Linked DNA regions of Rattus norvegicus: all the other regions are linked to region 4. The links are chromatin contacts, called in public Hi-C and HiChIP or PLAC-seq maps. All regions are on one chromosome and are shown on one strand. The core of a region is the stretch at or near the end of the contact, and the rest is flanking DNA. Distances in the headings are between cores, read along the strand shown. Region 1 overlaps Tcf7l2 (transcription factor 7 like 2). Region 2 overlaps Vti1a (vesicle transport through interaction with t-SNAREs 1A). Region 3 overlaps Tcf7l2 (transcription factor 7 like 2). Region 4 holds the start of Tcf7l2 (transcription factor 7 like 2).

The links. Hi-C and Micro-C count contacts between places; a contact is called where the count stands out from the background. HiChIP or PLAC-seq counts read pairs in DNA pulled down with a chosen protein or histone mark.
Region 1: a contact with region 4 is called in an H3K27ac HiChIP or PLAC-seq map of oligodendrocytes, with 16 times the contacts expected there. The contact joins the enhancer-like site here to the promoter of Tcf7l2 in region 4. A contact is called at or near these places in 5 of 12 Hi-C or Micro-C datasets (frontal cortex, kidney, liver and 2 more) and 1 of 1 datasets of contacts at active chromatin or transcription factors (oligodendrocytes).
Region 2: a Hi-C map of liver shows a contact between it and region 4, with 3 times the contacts expected there. The contact joins the enhancer-like site here to the promoter of Tcf7l2 in region 4. A contact is called at or near these places in 3 of 12 Hi-C or Micro-C datasets (kidney and liver) and 1 of 1 datasets of contacts at active chromatin or transcription factors (oligodendrocytes).
Region 3: a contact with region 4 is called in a Hi-C map of Schwann cells, with 9 times the contacts expected there. The contact joins the enhancer-like site here to the promoter of Tcf7l2 in region 4. A contact is called at or near these places in 5 of 12 Hi-C or Micro-C datasets (Schwann cells, frontal cortex, kidney and 1 more) and 1 of 1 datasets of contacts at active chromatin or transcription factors (oligodendrocytes).

What each region holds. Positions count from the first base shown.
Region 1 is chr1:264,944,580-264,947,948 of GRCr8, forward strand. The region is part of intron 5 of Tcf7l2 (transcription factor 7 like 2); the gene reads left to right. Among named protein-coding and RNA genes, the nearest start is that of Tcf7l2, 150 kb to the left of the region's middle. Within about 2 kb of position 2,057, at least 7 of the 93 cell types and tissues checked have an H3K27ac peak or open chromatin away from gene starts, as enhancers often do.
Region 2 is chr1:264,593,532-264,597,061 of GRCr8, forward strand. The region is part of intron 7 of Vti1a (vesicle transport through interaction with t-SNAREs 1A); the gene reads left to right. Among named protein-coding and RNA genes, the nearest start is that of Trnav-aac8, 150 kb to the right of the region's middle. Within about 2 kb of position 1,425, at least 3 of the 93 cell types and tissues checked have an H3K27ac peak or open chromatin away from gene starts, as enhancers often do. A contact at or near this core is called in liver, where this site is marked.
Region 3 is chr1:264,926,367-264,929,670 of GRCr8, forward strand. All of the region lies in intron 5 of Tcf7l2 (transcription factor 7 like 2), which reads left to right. Among named protein-coding and RNA genes, the nearest start is that of Tcf7l2, 140 kb to the left of the region's middle. Within about 2 kb of position 1,550, at least 30 of the 93 cell types and tissues checked have an H3K27ac peak or open chromatin away from gene starts, as enhancers often do. A contact at or near this core is called in Schwann cells, where this site is marked.
Region 4 is chr1:264,789,895-264,793,282 of GRCr8, forward strand. Tcf7l2 (transcription factor 7 like 2) reads left to right here and starts at 1,441. Exons shown (of 15, transcript NM_001415805.1): 1 at 1,441-2,144; 2 at 2,386-2,452; 3 at 2,683-2,807. The coding sequence starts at 1,956. It overlaps LOC120100061 (a long non-coding RNA gene), which reads right to left and starts at 2,687. Exons shown (of 2, transcript XR_005499758.1): 1 at 2,552-2,687; 2 at 1,907-2,269.

The DNA of each region.
Region 1 (3,369 bases), core at 807-3,306, 160 kb after region 4:
CTCTTAATCAGGTCTTTTGCTTGTTGGTAGAGAAAGGGCTGTGTGGTCTTGATCTCCTCAGCCATTTGCTGCCCTACCAATTGTGCACTTCCTCAAGTTGCTGTTTGCTGTTTCCTGGCAAAACTTTTATTTCCACTGTGCATGTGCACCCCCAGATTAGTCAGGCTCCTATGGAGCACGGAGGGAACTGATTCTTAACGGCATTTTGGGGTCCGCGGTGGGCGCCAGGGGCATTCTCTGACTTGGTTGTTTGCTGGGTGCTGGTGTGGGAAGTGTCACTGTGGAAGGGAACTTCAGAGTTTCTGTAATGTAATGGTTTATCCTGAATAAAGTGAGAGAGACAGGACTCGGAATCTGGGGAATAAGGGCAGAAGAAGCTAGGCTGATGAAGGTGTCTCTTGTCAGATTTGTGTAGAATTATTTACTGTGCTGTCTTTCCTGAGCCGCCACAGTAAAAGGGAAGAAGTGGGAAATTATCCCAGATGGGACGAACTGCTCATCCTCTGTTCTTTTTTTAAAAAGGAAAAGATTTCGGGGAGGGGGGAAAGTCGTCTTTTTCTTTAGAACAGTATGAATAAAATCTGGACAGCTGTCGAGAAAGATACGCTGTCTGCATTTTTTTTTAACTTTAGCTTCCACCATAACTAAATAGCTTTAGCAATAGTACATCTTTTCTCTTTTTTTCCCTTCATACATAATGATCTCTACTTCATTAAAAGCGTATTAATCTGGTTCCCAGTCTCTTGGGAGACACCTTAAGATGATGATATTGTGGGTTTTTCCCCCCGAATTGTTAAAAAAAAAATTCTAGCAGATTTGGTCCCTGTCAGTCAGAAATAATTGTGTTCTTAATCTTGTCCCTGATGGGTGACTTGGAGTTCAGCAACGGACCAGCTCCAATGACAAATACAGTATTAATATTCATTAACTGCTTTGACAATGCTAATTTTGATGCAGTAGTAAAAGGCCTTCCAAAGTTACCGGCCAAAGCATCAGAGCTGCGCAAGGTGGCAAGATAATTTGTGCTGGTTTGCTGAGCTGAAGGCTTTTAAAGTCTATAGCAAACAGCTAGGTACCACCAACAAAAAAGAGAAAGGGAGAAAGTTCTGAAGCATTGGAAGGCAGGGCCGCGGAAATAATACGATCACAGTCCGCTAAAAAATTTGACACCTCTGATGCAGTTTCTTTGAGTGAAATTTCTACAAAGTTGCAACAAAAAAAGCATAGCATGGTAAGTCAGCACATTCTTGATTTTGTTTAATCTTTTTGATCTTTTCAATTATCGCTATTTGAAGATCAATAGTCATTTTTTCCTACTATGCTTAGAAGACGCGCAGCCGTGGTTTAATATGTGTTAGGACAATTTGCTTTAAAGAAACACATCCACAAGTTTTGGGAGTGTGTTTTTTTTTTTTCCTTTCTCTTTTAAAGTTAGTCATGAAAAATGTTATACAATGTATCCTTGTGAATTCTCTTACATACAAGTGTTTTTAATAATCTATTTTGGTTTTTGTATTTCCTCCCCCACAAAGAGTAGAATTCATCGAGTTAATTAAGATCTGAATGTTGTCAAGAATGTTATAGGATTCTCTCTGGTGGGGGGAAGCTTCGGAGTGAAGTGGTCCTCCAACTTTATCTAAATTCAGCTGGCTTCCTCCCCTTCCTTTTCTGAATGGCATCAGATAGCCATTAAAGCTTAATTTCACCGTAGACCTGCACAGCGTTACTTCCACTAACTTAGGTGAACTCGCTCGGATTACTGAAATTGCTTTTATGCTTGCCAAGTCGGCAAACAAAATATCAGGCTTTGTTCTTTTGATTGAATGCTGGGTTGGGGGGAAAAGAGAAGAGTGAAAAAAGCCCTGCCTTTTTTTTTTATAACGCCCCCTCCCTCTTTTGGGGGTGGATTGTTGTGGAACCGGCCGGGGGAGATCCCGGTTATTGTGCGCTTCGCTGTGAATGGAACTGTGCCTGAGCATCCCGCGCAGCTCGGCTGCTGCGGGCTGCTCCTGGGAGCTGCGGGCTTTGCGCGGGCTGCAGGGCGGGTGCTGCCCTCCAGCGGGCCCGGGCCATCCGTGCGGCAGCATGCCTGCGAGCCGGCGGCGGCAAGGACAGCGCGGCGACCCCTAGATGGTAAGCAATGTGCCCTGAGTTTGCCCAGCCTTGCATGCTCCCTGCCCAGCCCAGGCCGTGCCCACTGTCACTGCGCAGTAACTTTAAGATTGATGTACGTCGACTGGTAAGGTCCTGATGGACAGAGTTGGTTTAGTGTCCTTTAAAACAACAATAAGAAAGGTTAAAGAAAGAAAAGGAAAGAAGAAGAGAAAGGAAAGAAGGAAGAAAGGGGAGGAAAAGGAGTACCTTCTCATTTTACACTATTATTGTTTAATTGGAAGTGTCTGCACTTGGAGGGCATCCATCCATTTCACTCACCAACTTAAAGTGACAGCCTCCACCCTCCCCAGCCCCCTCCTTCTCAGCCGTGTGTGTTCTTAGTGCACTTTTGCCTTTTCGGGTCTGAATATGCGAGTTTGGAAGCAGTAGGTAGACGCATCTTTCTTATAGATACATGTAGATGCATGTCTGTCTAATCCACCAAAGTTGGTTTCCTGTCCTTACAACTTCCCTGTTCTGGCATCTCAAATCTCTTTATTTAACACAACAAAACTAGCTTTGCATGGAGATGGTGATCCTGGGGTGTGATCGGACAGTCTCTGGCCCCTACTTCCAACTTCTCCACAGGATTTTACATAATGCCACGCTAAATGTACTGCTCTCTGTTTCTGGTTTGAGCAAGCTTTATTTTTTTTTTCTTTTATCATCCCACCCACTTGCTAATCCCAACTTTGTTTTGTTTTGTTTTGTTTTGTTTTGTTTTGTTGTTGCTGTTTTTTTTTTTTAATGGAATGTTCTAAGTTTGGGTGTGTATCTGACAAGTCAGGGTGCTTTGGGAATGAGTCCTGGACAGTGCCATGGGACAGCAACTCATCCTGAAGGAGTTTCTCAGGAGTTCTTGAAGAACTGAGAGTTTTTTCCCCCCTTTTCTTTTGAAGGGGGAAGAGGCTGTAACTGGGTTGGCGCTAACCCCGGGCTTCCTTTTCCCTTGTTCTTCAGAAAGCTGGGAAGTAAATTCTTAGCCCAAGCTGCCGTGGTGGTGTTTGCAGCACTTCCCGACAGATTGTTGCTGGGTGATCACGGCCTGTCTCTCAGTGGATAGAGAACTTGCAGTTTACTTAAGAAATTGCGGGAGCCACAAAAGCAGCTGCCAGGAGTGTGGTGGTCTTGGTGAATAGAGGGAGGGAAGGCAATTAGGGGGCTGTGTGGTTGGGGCTTTTTACTTGTCAAACTAGAAGCTCGTTGCTTTTGTTA
Region 2 (3,530 bases), core at 175-2,674, 200 kb before region 4:
CCCACAGGGAAAAGCCACATTCTTTCTGTGTTGTGGATGGGGGCAGGGCAGGGGGCCGGGGGGGCAGGGGGCAGGGGGGCAGGGGGTCGATTCCGGTCCCCACAGGGAAAAGCCACATTCTTTCTGGACTGGAGGTGAGGGCTGATAATTTGTAGGAAGTTCAAATGCCTCACCTAACAAAATTATGACAAGAAATAATTGTAAGCCGCTCTTAAGACACTGAGGCTTTCATAGAGCAGGAAATACATAATGTCGCTGGACCTCACAGAGCTGTGAGTGTCAAGGGTTGTGAGTGTTCATGGTCACAGTGTGTGGGATAACAGTCACAGCAACAAATGTAACTGTCTGTCAGTGCAGAAAGGCTGTAGTGACTGCAGATCTAGTAACAATGACCTTGGGAAGAAAACACTGACTTTCATCTTCATACTAAGACTGTAAATGGAAGGGAAGCCAGTACAGCTGTGTCTTGTCCATGTGTTTTTCCCTTCCGTCACGTCTTCTGTCATGTCCTTCTGTCTTCCCTGAAGACTCGGGATTAGTGAAGCCTGTTCTTTGAAGGAATCCAAAATCTAGCATTAAAAACCAGACTGGTGAAAAGTCACCTTACCTTTCACGACTCCTGACTGGCTGACGGCCAGCTAACATAAGGAGTAGAATCTGAGTCCTGCCTTCCCTGTCTCCCTTCCGAAACCCCAGTAGAGTTCATCCTGCACTCCCAGCATGCCCTGCTTCTCAGGCAGGTGAGACTGATGGTATGCAGAACACTCTGGACACAGCAGGCTGCAGTGAAATGGTAAAGTTGCCAGCTGTCTCACATACACAGAAAGAGATTTCTACCTCAGAACTTCTTACATTCTCAAACATTTATTTTAATTTTAATACTTTGTATATAGAGAATAGGAAGGTTGTGCGTGTGAGTACAGGTGCCCTGAGAGGCCAGAAGTATCCAATTCCTCCCGGAGCTGGAATTACAGGCAGTTGTGAGCCTCCGAGGGTAAGTGCTGGGAACAGAACTCTGATCCTCTGCAAGCACAGTTCACACTCTACAAAGCCTGTGTCTTCATGGAGAGTCAGGGTACCTTGGTGTGTGTTTGCTCATGTTTTCTTTTGACTAAGTAGAAGCAGAAATGTCCGCTAACTGTTAAGAGAAGAAAACATTGAGGCATCGGACAACCTGTGAAACTATCAGTAGGTGATATGGATGTGCATCACAGTGACAGCCAGTTTGCATTCAACAGCTAATAAATGAACAAGAAATTTCTAGAAATAGCTTTGCTTCTTAGCATCCCATGAGATCCTCATGGGCAGCTTTTGTGGCCCACATAAAGAAAGAAGAAAGTAGTCCAGATTACCACTCAAGTCTATTAAGGGACCTGGTCAAACAGGTCAGAATATGCACTGTCACTGCTCTGAGGTGACCTTTGTCTTGACAAACAAAGCCTGATAACCCAGCTGTCACCACCTTTTTAAACACACGCAACACAAAGGGCTCAGCGTAATGATAATTTTCAAGTACAAATTTCCTGGAACAGAAGAAAAGAAATCGAGTCATACTGAGTGGTGAGTTGGGGCTTTAGGTCCCCCAGCGCTCCCCGGAACACTGGCTGCTCACTGGACCAGTGTCCTGACTCGCTCATGTGTTTCATACCTCTGACAGCTGCTTGATTATGGCAGCCATTCTATCAACCATTCCATGTGGCTGGTACTCTATGCTGGTGGACTTTTTAAAGTTGTCACAATGGCCCTAAACAAGAGATGTTTTTACATCTCCCTCTGTAAGTGAGGAAGCAGGAGGTCAGAATACGTCCCTTTAGGTGGCCTTGCCATCCACTCCCCAAGTCTGCAGTTCTAACTGCTCAGCCATGATAATCAGGCTGCCCCTTCTGGGCTTCTCCCTGGTTTGGCTTTGGGCTTCTGGTTTTTGTTCCTTCTCAATGGTTTAAAAACAGTTCCATGTAACCTTGATGAGAAAGGCTCTATGTAGCCTTGATGAGAAAGGTTCCGAGATGCCTCTTACCCCAGAACTCTCAGAAGCCAAGTGCAGGAACCAAAAGGCCACTGTACAGTCAAAAAAGGTAATAATTAACAAAAAAACGTGTCACTTAAAAATGTCATGGCACAGGACCTGTGTTCCTTCCTCATGGACAAGCTTTTCTGACATGCCTGAAGTCCTAAGTCAGTATCAGCAGAGACAAGTACAAAAAGACCACAATGGTTGGAACCTCAGAGCAGAGAAATAAGAAAATCAATTGATTCTCATAGCCATAAACACATCTACTTCTTTTTCCTGTGCTAATAATTGCAGTAATTAGCATTGCTGTGGGCCTTATCTGGGCCAAGTAATGTGCCCACCACTAATTGTCAAAAGGTCTCAAAAGACCAAAATATCCATCTGTCCCCATTTACCATTGAAAAATCTGAACCTATGAGGCTAGGAAGTTGCATCTCCATGGAAAAGCTGAGGAGGACTTTCACACCATGTAGGAGACCACTTTCAAAGTGTGCTGGAGAGTACTTGAGAAGCTGCCCACACCCTCACCTGACAGCAGCCTTCTGTGCTGTGGCCCTCTGCCATTGTCACATAGAGGGGTCAGGTCAGCAGGTCAGGGGAAAGGTCAAAGGAAAGATTGTGCTAAGTCTCACAGTCTGAGTTATATCCACAGGATGGAAAGAGAACCAACCTCTGACCCACACTTGTACATGTGTGTGAGAGTACACATGGGACCGCACACACACACACACACACACACACACACACACACACACACACACACAAATGAATGGCTACTTGTGTGTGCCTCTGATTCTGGAGAATTCATCCATCCTTCTTTGTGGTTAGAAGTCTCCATAGTCGCCCCCCCCCCCACCTCAGAGTCCTTAGGCCAAGGACTGAGCATCCAAACCTCAGATGTCTTCCTCTTGTGGGCAGCATCTCTGAAACCTTTGTAGCTGGGTCTGCAGCGGGCGTAATCCTCAGCAGGAAGGCAGGATGGCACCAAGCTCACTGAAAAATCACGGTGTGATCTGGGTGCTGTCAGAGGTAAAAAGGCTTCTCTGCATCCAGGAAGACTTTATCAGAACTTGACATTGCCATGTCTGCTGGTGACAGTTGTCTCCTGGGGGCCGCCCACATGTCCTTGCTTTACCCCTGCCTGTGCGTGAGCCCATCCGTCCATCCATCCATCCAGAAGAGGAGCTGTGTGTTACAGACACACCTCTCCTTCATATAGAATAGGGATGGTGAGGGGCCAGCATCCTGAGTGTAATGTTCTGCCAGTTCACCAACACATGGAGCCCCTCTGACAGGGAACCTGTGGACACTGCCAGTTTCTCTTATCCTCCCCACAGCTCAGAGTTCTGTCTTACTGCTCAGTACAACTTGTACCTCTAATGAATTTAGAGGTTGCTTTGTCAGATTTGTTTTTAATCCTTTTCCTTCTCTTGTCCTCTTCCACCACCCATTCTCTCTATTTTTCTCTTTCTTTCTCTTTGGGCCAGGTCTCATGTAGCCCAGGCTGATCTCAAACGTT
Region 3 (3,304 bases), core at 300-2,799, 140 kb after region 4:
GCCAAACCTTTGCGCCTCTCCCCTTAGCCCACATTGATCCAGCTGCATACCTGCCTGTCAGAAGCAGACCCATGAGATGGTAGACTGAGTGTTCAGGCTCCATACACTCTTAGAAAGCAGGAGATGGGAGATGATGTCGCAAGGACCCAATCACATCAGGGTGAGCCGTCTTTGAGACCTTAGTCATCGGTTTTGTAATAACTATTCTCAGTCGTTAAAAATAAAAGTTGTCTCCAGGATTAAAAGAGAAAAGATGCTTCGGGGAGGTGATCGGGGCCTGTCCTGTGCATAAACAGCAGAGAGATAGTACTAAATTGAATGTTACCTAACAGGTTTGGTTTGTGATTTGTTGGGTCTGGACTCCTAGGAAAAGATGATAAAATAACTCAGACAAGGGAATGGGCTTATTGGAGTGACCTAAAACCACAAAAGCACACAACAAGAGGTTTTGAGTAGATAACCATAAGCCAGAGTAATTTTAACTTGTTCAATGGCTGGTGGGTTAAGGGAAATCTACCAAATCTGGAGATTGCTAAGTGGTTACTAATGACAGGACCCTACTCTGTCAGGTCTCTTTCTAAACTTTGGAAACGGAGGCCCAGATAGAGCAGATGGCTGTAAGACTCAGGGGCTTCACTCCCAGGTAACACAGCAGAAATCCACCCTCCCAGTTGTCTCTTCCCATCCTGCCACTCCCGATTCTCAATTCACTCGAAGGTTGTTCAACACTACCAGATATCTGTGTGGAAGCTGAAGCTCCTCTGTGGATGAGTGTGGAATCCAGAGTGTCTGGTGTGAAAATCACTGATTTCTCTCTCAAGATCATGACTTTTCTGGGTACCCTGGCTGCTGGTGGGCTCCTCTCGGGGTGGGGGTGGGGGAGTCATGCTCATGAAGGATTAATACAAGCATTTCTGCTGAAAGGAAGCCAGGAGTGGGGACCTAGAACTCTTGCATAAAGAATACTAGGAGGAATTTTGCAAGTGATCACTATGCTTTTAGCAACACTTAACTGAACATATCCCACATTATGACTCACATCCAGCATTCAGGAGACTGAAGCAGGAGCATTGCCATGAGTTTGAGGCTACAGAAACCATACCCTTAACCATTTATATAAGAAGGACATTAGTTTGTTCATGCTACTGTCTTTCCCCACGAGGACTGGTATTTAGGAATTCTGTTAGGGTGTTGCTTTCTGGGATTTTTGATGTGAAAAAGGACTCTTCGGAAACTCTTCTTGGTTTCACCCTAGCATCATGGATAGGAGTAGGATGGAGATCACCGAGCTGGCTGTGATGCTGTTGACCACGTTAGAGCTCACTAGTGATTTTTACGGCTCTGCTAAAAGCTCCTTTCTGCCGTTAGGAGTCCCATGTCTTGTAACCAGGAAGCAGGCTGATGCCCTGGGTTGAGTTCAGCAAGTTTGTTTTGACTTGTGGCCCACGAGGAGAGAGAAGTCCTCATTATGTAATGTTAAACTGGGCCGGGAATGTCAGCTGGGCCCTGCTTGCCAAATCTTGAAGAGTTGGTTGGGAGCGGACTATGTTTAGTATGACTAATCCAACTTGGCAGGGTAAAGGGGTGGGTGGGTGTCGCTCTGAGAGGGAAGGATGACTTATGCTATTTCAAATATTAGCACTTTGTATGCGCTGTAGCAGTCCCCAAAAGTAACTCAAAAGTAAGCGACTACCTAAGTCGAGTCCTCATTAATCAACACTGACTGTCTACTGGTGGAGTGAAGACACCATCAGATTCCTCTTGCCCTTAGGAGAGACAGGCTCAGGTCCTAGGAAATGCTTCCTGTGGCAGCCCATGTTGGTCAAGTGTGGCTGGCAGGGTACTCAACAATTAAAGCTGGTATACAAAGCCAACACTGGACTCTGTAATAAAAGTCGCAGTGAACCCCAATAAAAATGTGAAGTAAAGAAAAATGTGGCCCACTTTCCTAATAAAGATTCCAGAGTGTAATTTAGAGTCCCGTCTCCAGCCTTTTCCGTCTTTATGCGGGCGCTTTTACGCCTTTTGCTCCTTCCTCCCCCGACAAGGCCCAGCTTGGTCCTTCTTATGGGACAAAAGGATCCCATTTTTATGCAGATGCCTTTAGTTGGAGACAAAAACAACACAAAAGCTTGTTTGCACAACTATCCTTAAACAGTGGTTCCCTGAACGCCCCCCCCCATCCCCCGTCACAAAAAAAAAAGGCTACTCTTTGGTCGGATAGATGCCCTGCCTGAGGTGAAGTGGGGAATCGCTTTTGTCTTTTCCCTGATGAATGGATGTAAAATGTTCACTGAACCTGGAAACACCTCCTTTTGTGCCCGGTGCCCCCCTAACACAGGCGGTTAAACTTGGGGCAATTGCTCATGGTGGGGGATTGAATGGAACCATTGTGGGAGGAGGGGCCCACACTGAGACCATTGTGGGCATAGAGATGTCATTGTTTCCCAAGTATTAAGGAGTAGACTCTGGGGACCCCCAGGCATTGGTGTGCCCGGCCACTGTGCTGACTGCACACCATTTGTTGGGTTGAATTGTCCCCTAAGTACAAGCTGGGCAAGGTCCTCTTAGTCAGGGCACACCACAGTGTGCCCCCTACAGGATGCATGTGGAATTTCCTACAAATATCAACTTACCAGGCAGGCTCTTTCCTGTCCCTACCTAGATTGTTCGTTTTGGGGTTTTTCTGTTCTGTTTTGGTTTTTGGTTTTTTCTTTCCCTGTCTTGATCTCCAGCACTCATTTCTGCAGGGAGGTCGCTTGTCCTCCAGGCATTGGGGGTGGGGGGGTGGGGGGGTGGGGGGTGGGGGGTGGGGGGGTGGGGGTGGGGAGACAACATTTGTTAAAAATCCCTTCCTCCACCTTAGGAGTAGCAAAACTCCCCAATTCCTGCCGGTGGCTGTACAGTCAGTTTCCCTGTGGCCATATGGCCTTCAGAGGACTTCTGATCTTAATTACAGCATCCAGCCTTTGTTTATTTAAAAATCAAAAGGCGGACAGGCTATTGATGGTTTATCTGTATTAACTGCAGCACCATACCTGCCAACTGTCCCTTCAGTGAGAAAAGGGAGCTGCTATGATCCCCACCAACAGTTTACATGTGTGCGCACACCACTTAACACGGCACGTTCAATAGAAGTTCCTAGCTTTAGAATTGCCGCGCAGGCATTTGGACGTGTTGACGGACAGGAATGTAGGCACAGGGTTAGGAAGAGCATCCATCCAGGAAGTACTAGAGTTCAAACTCTGAGTCTTCACTTGCTGTGTTAACCAAGAGTCTTGGGGGTATATTCTCGGCAACCTCA
Region 4 (3,388 bases), core at 191-2,690:
AATCTCAGTATCGTTGTTTTCTGTTGTCTTCTTTCTGAGGCCTTAGCCTGTAGAACAGTTTTGTTGAAACCCCAAATTCTCTAAATATTACACGGTAAATTGGCTACTTTTGGAAATCTACAATGGATTTGCTTATTAAAGGGGAGGGTGGGTTAATTTAATACGTTGTGGACCCCAGAACAACATCACACCTAATGGTAGTTGCCAGTTCTTATCGATTTATTATTTCCTTCCAAGATATATGTATATATATTTCCTCTTTCACATTGGATGTCCCAGTCCACTTGTCATTAGATATTTGCAAGGAAAAGCTCTTCTGAGTCTACCATGCCGCAACACGGTTTGGGGATCCCGCCTTTCTCCTTCGACATTTTCTTCACCATCTCATAGCAAATCAGTTTGCCCTCACTGGAACTTAAAAACCAACAAACATGGGTCTCAACTCCTAGGCTGCCCACCTCTTCCCCGAGGGCTTCCAGGCCAGCTTTGGTGACTGTCTTCTGCCAGGGCCCTCAACATCTACAGTCTCTGGACATCCTCTCAGACCCTCTTGGAGAAAAACTCCAGCCCCACTCCTCCCCAGGGCTTGGTGAAGTTTCACTTTTATTTTCCTATGAGCTGTTACCGCCCAAACATTTCACCTCCAAAGTCGAAAAGGACTTGAATCCTACATCACTTCCTACTTCCAACGTCAGTTAAAAAAAACAAAAAAACTTTACATTACCCTTAAGGATATTTTTAATACTCCAGACAAACCTATAGTATTTGTTTTCTTGGACAAAACGCCTTCTTGTCATATTTAACCTAGTGGGACTTTACATTCAATGACATGATTCACTGTCATTAAACAAAAAAGGGAGGGGAGCCCTGTGGGTCAGCCTCCCTGTGGATGGCCCAGCCTCTCCGCTTCCCCAGGTTCTCTTAGAGCAAGAGGGGTGAGCCTTCTTCTGGACCAGTCATGTCTCTTCCCGCCCCAGTGCGGCCAACTTCATCGGGGGCTTAATCACTGAACACCCTGTCCTTGTGTCCCATAGTCCTCCCCTCCTGGACCCCATCTTCAGGACTTCTGGCTAACACTTTTTCTGGGCCTCTCCCCATCCCCGCCCCCCAAGTGGGCTTTCCTTCCGCCTTCTCCGGCTCAGATTCCGGACTGGGTTGCCACCCCCTTCCCCTCCTCTCCCGGTCCGCATTGTCTTTCGGAACCCGCCCCCTCCAGGAGCGAGGCCCGCACCGTCCGGGCGCCCGGCTCGCACGCAGCGCACAGGCCGCACCCCGCGCGCCTCCCGCGGCCCCGGCCCGCCCCGCTCCCTCTCCCGGCGCCCAAAGGATCATTGTTGGCCGCCCCCGCCCCGCCCACCCCGGCTGTTTATTTATGCACACGTCACCCGCGAGGCCCCGCCCCCTGGCATCTCATTAAGGCGAGTGTGTTCCTCTCGCCCTGTCAATAATCTCCGCTCCCAGACTACTCCGTTCCTCCGGATTTCGATCCCCCTTTTTCTATCTGTCAATCAGCGCCGCCTTTGAACTGAAAAGCTCAGTCTAACTTCAACTCACTCAAATCCGAGCGGCACGAGCTCCTTCGGTGTCTTCGGCTTCCCCCCCCCTTTGCTCTTATATCTGACTTCTTCTTGTTGTTGTTTTTTTTTTTTACCCCCCCTTTTTTTATTTATTATTTTTTTGCACATTGATCGGATCCTTGGGAACGAGAGAAAAAAGAAACCCAAACTCACGCGTGCAGAAGATCTCCCCCTTCCCCTCCCCTCCTCCCTCTTTTCCCCTCCCCAGGAGAGAAAGACCCCAAAGCAGGAAAAAAAGTTAACCTTGGACTCGTCTTTTTCTTGCAGTATTTTTTTTGGGGGGGACTCGCAAAACTTTTTTCTTTTTTTTTCTTTTTTTTTCCTTTTCTTCCTCCTTCATTTTTCTTCCAAAATTGCTGCTGGTGGGTGAAAAAAAAAATGCCGCAGTTGAACGGCGGTGGAGGAGATGACCTAGGCGCTAACGACGAACTGATCTCCTTCAAAGACGAAGGCGAGCAGGAGGAGAAGAACTCGGAAAACTCCTCGGCGGAGAGGGATTTAGCCGATGTCAAGTCGTCGTTGGTCAATGAATCAGAGACGAATCAAAACAGCTCCTCCGATTCCGAGGTAGGAAGAGCCCCTCGGGCTGGCGGGTGGCTCCAGCCGGTTCCCCGGCCGGGAGAGCGGGGCTGGAAGGCGAGGCGAGGCGGGTCGGGCTTGCGGGCGGCGCGGACGGTGGCCCGGGCTGCTGGCTGCGAAAACTTGTAACCGTGTTTTTCTGCACCCCTTTCTCCGCCGACCCTCCCTCCCTGCACCCCCTCGGCGCGGCTCTCACCCCTCGCCCTCCCCACCTCGCCCCTCCGGGAAGGCGGAAAGACGGCCTCCGCCTCGCTCCGAAAGTTTCCGAGATAAATCCCGGGAAAGTTTGGAAGAAGGTGAGTGCGCCCCGCGCGCCCCCAAAACCGCGCGATCGCGTTCCCCCTCCCCGGGGTCGGCCTGGCGGGTGCCCTCGCCCCACTCCCTACCCACCCTACCCGAGTTCCCGCGCCGGCCGGGCCCTGGGGACGCGCGCGGGCCCTCGGGGGGACACTTGCTAAAAAGTTTCTCCCGCTCTCTCCCGCGCCGCGCGGCCGCCGCCGTCCCCTCCGCCGCCCCGCCATGTTAGCGGCCAAGAGGCAAGATGGAGGGCTCTTTAAGGGGCCACCGTATCCCGGCTACCCCTTCATCATGATCCCCGACCTGACGAGCCCCTACCTCCCCAACGGATCGCTCTCGCCCACCGCCCGAACCGTAAGTGCCACCGCGCTCCCCGCCCTGCCCGCCTGCCGGCCCCGCATGCCCTGCCCCTCCCCCGCCCCGCCCCTCCCCCCTCCCCTCCCCCCCTCTCGCGGCCCGAACTCTCCAAACTTTTTCTCTGCCTTTTGTGGACTGGGTTTGTTTGCGCTTCGCCATGTTCTGGCTTTTTCTTGTGCTTGCCTCGCGATTCGGGGAGCCTTTTATTTTTCCTCAGGCAGGGCTCTGTTGGGGTGCCAATCTGGACTTTTAATTTTTCTTTCTCTTTTCTTTTCTGATTTTTTCTTTTCCTTTTCTTTTTGAGCTCTGATTTCCCCCTCCCCCCTTGCTGGTGGTGTTTGTTTCTTGTCCCTGGGAAGAGGACTGTGTGGCTCTTTCTTCTCCCTCTCTTCCTTCCCTCTTCTGTGCGTCTTGGGCTTTCCCCAGGTTAACCCCTTGGCTGCTGGCTGGGAGGCCCAGCTGGGCCGCGCGGGTTCCCGGTGCCTTTGGCTCCAGGAGCCGCGGTGCTGAGCGCGCAGCCTCGGCCCTGCGGAAGCTCCAGGCTCTGGCCCTAGCCAGTCATTTTAGCTTTCTAGTGG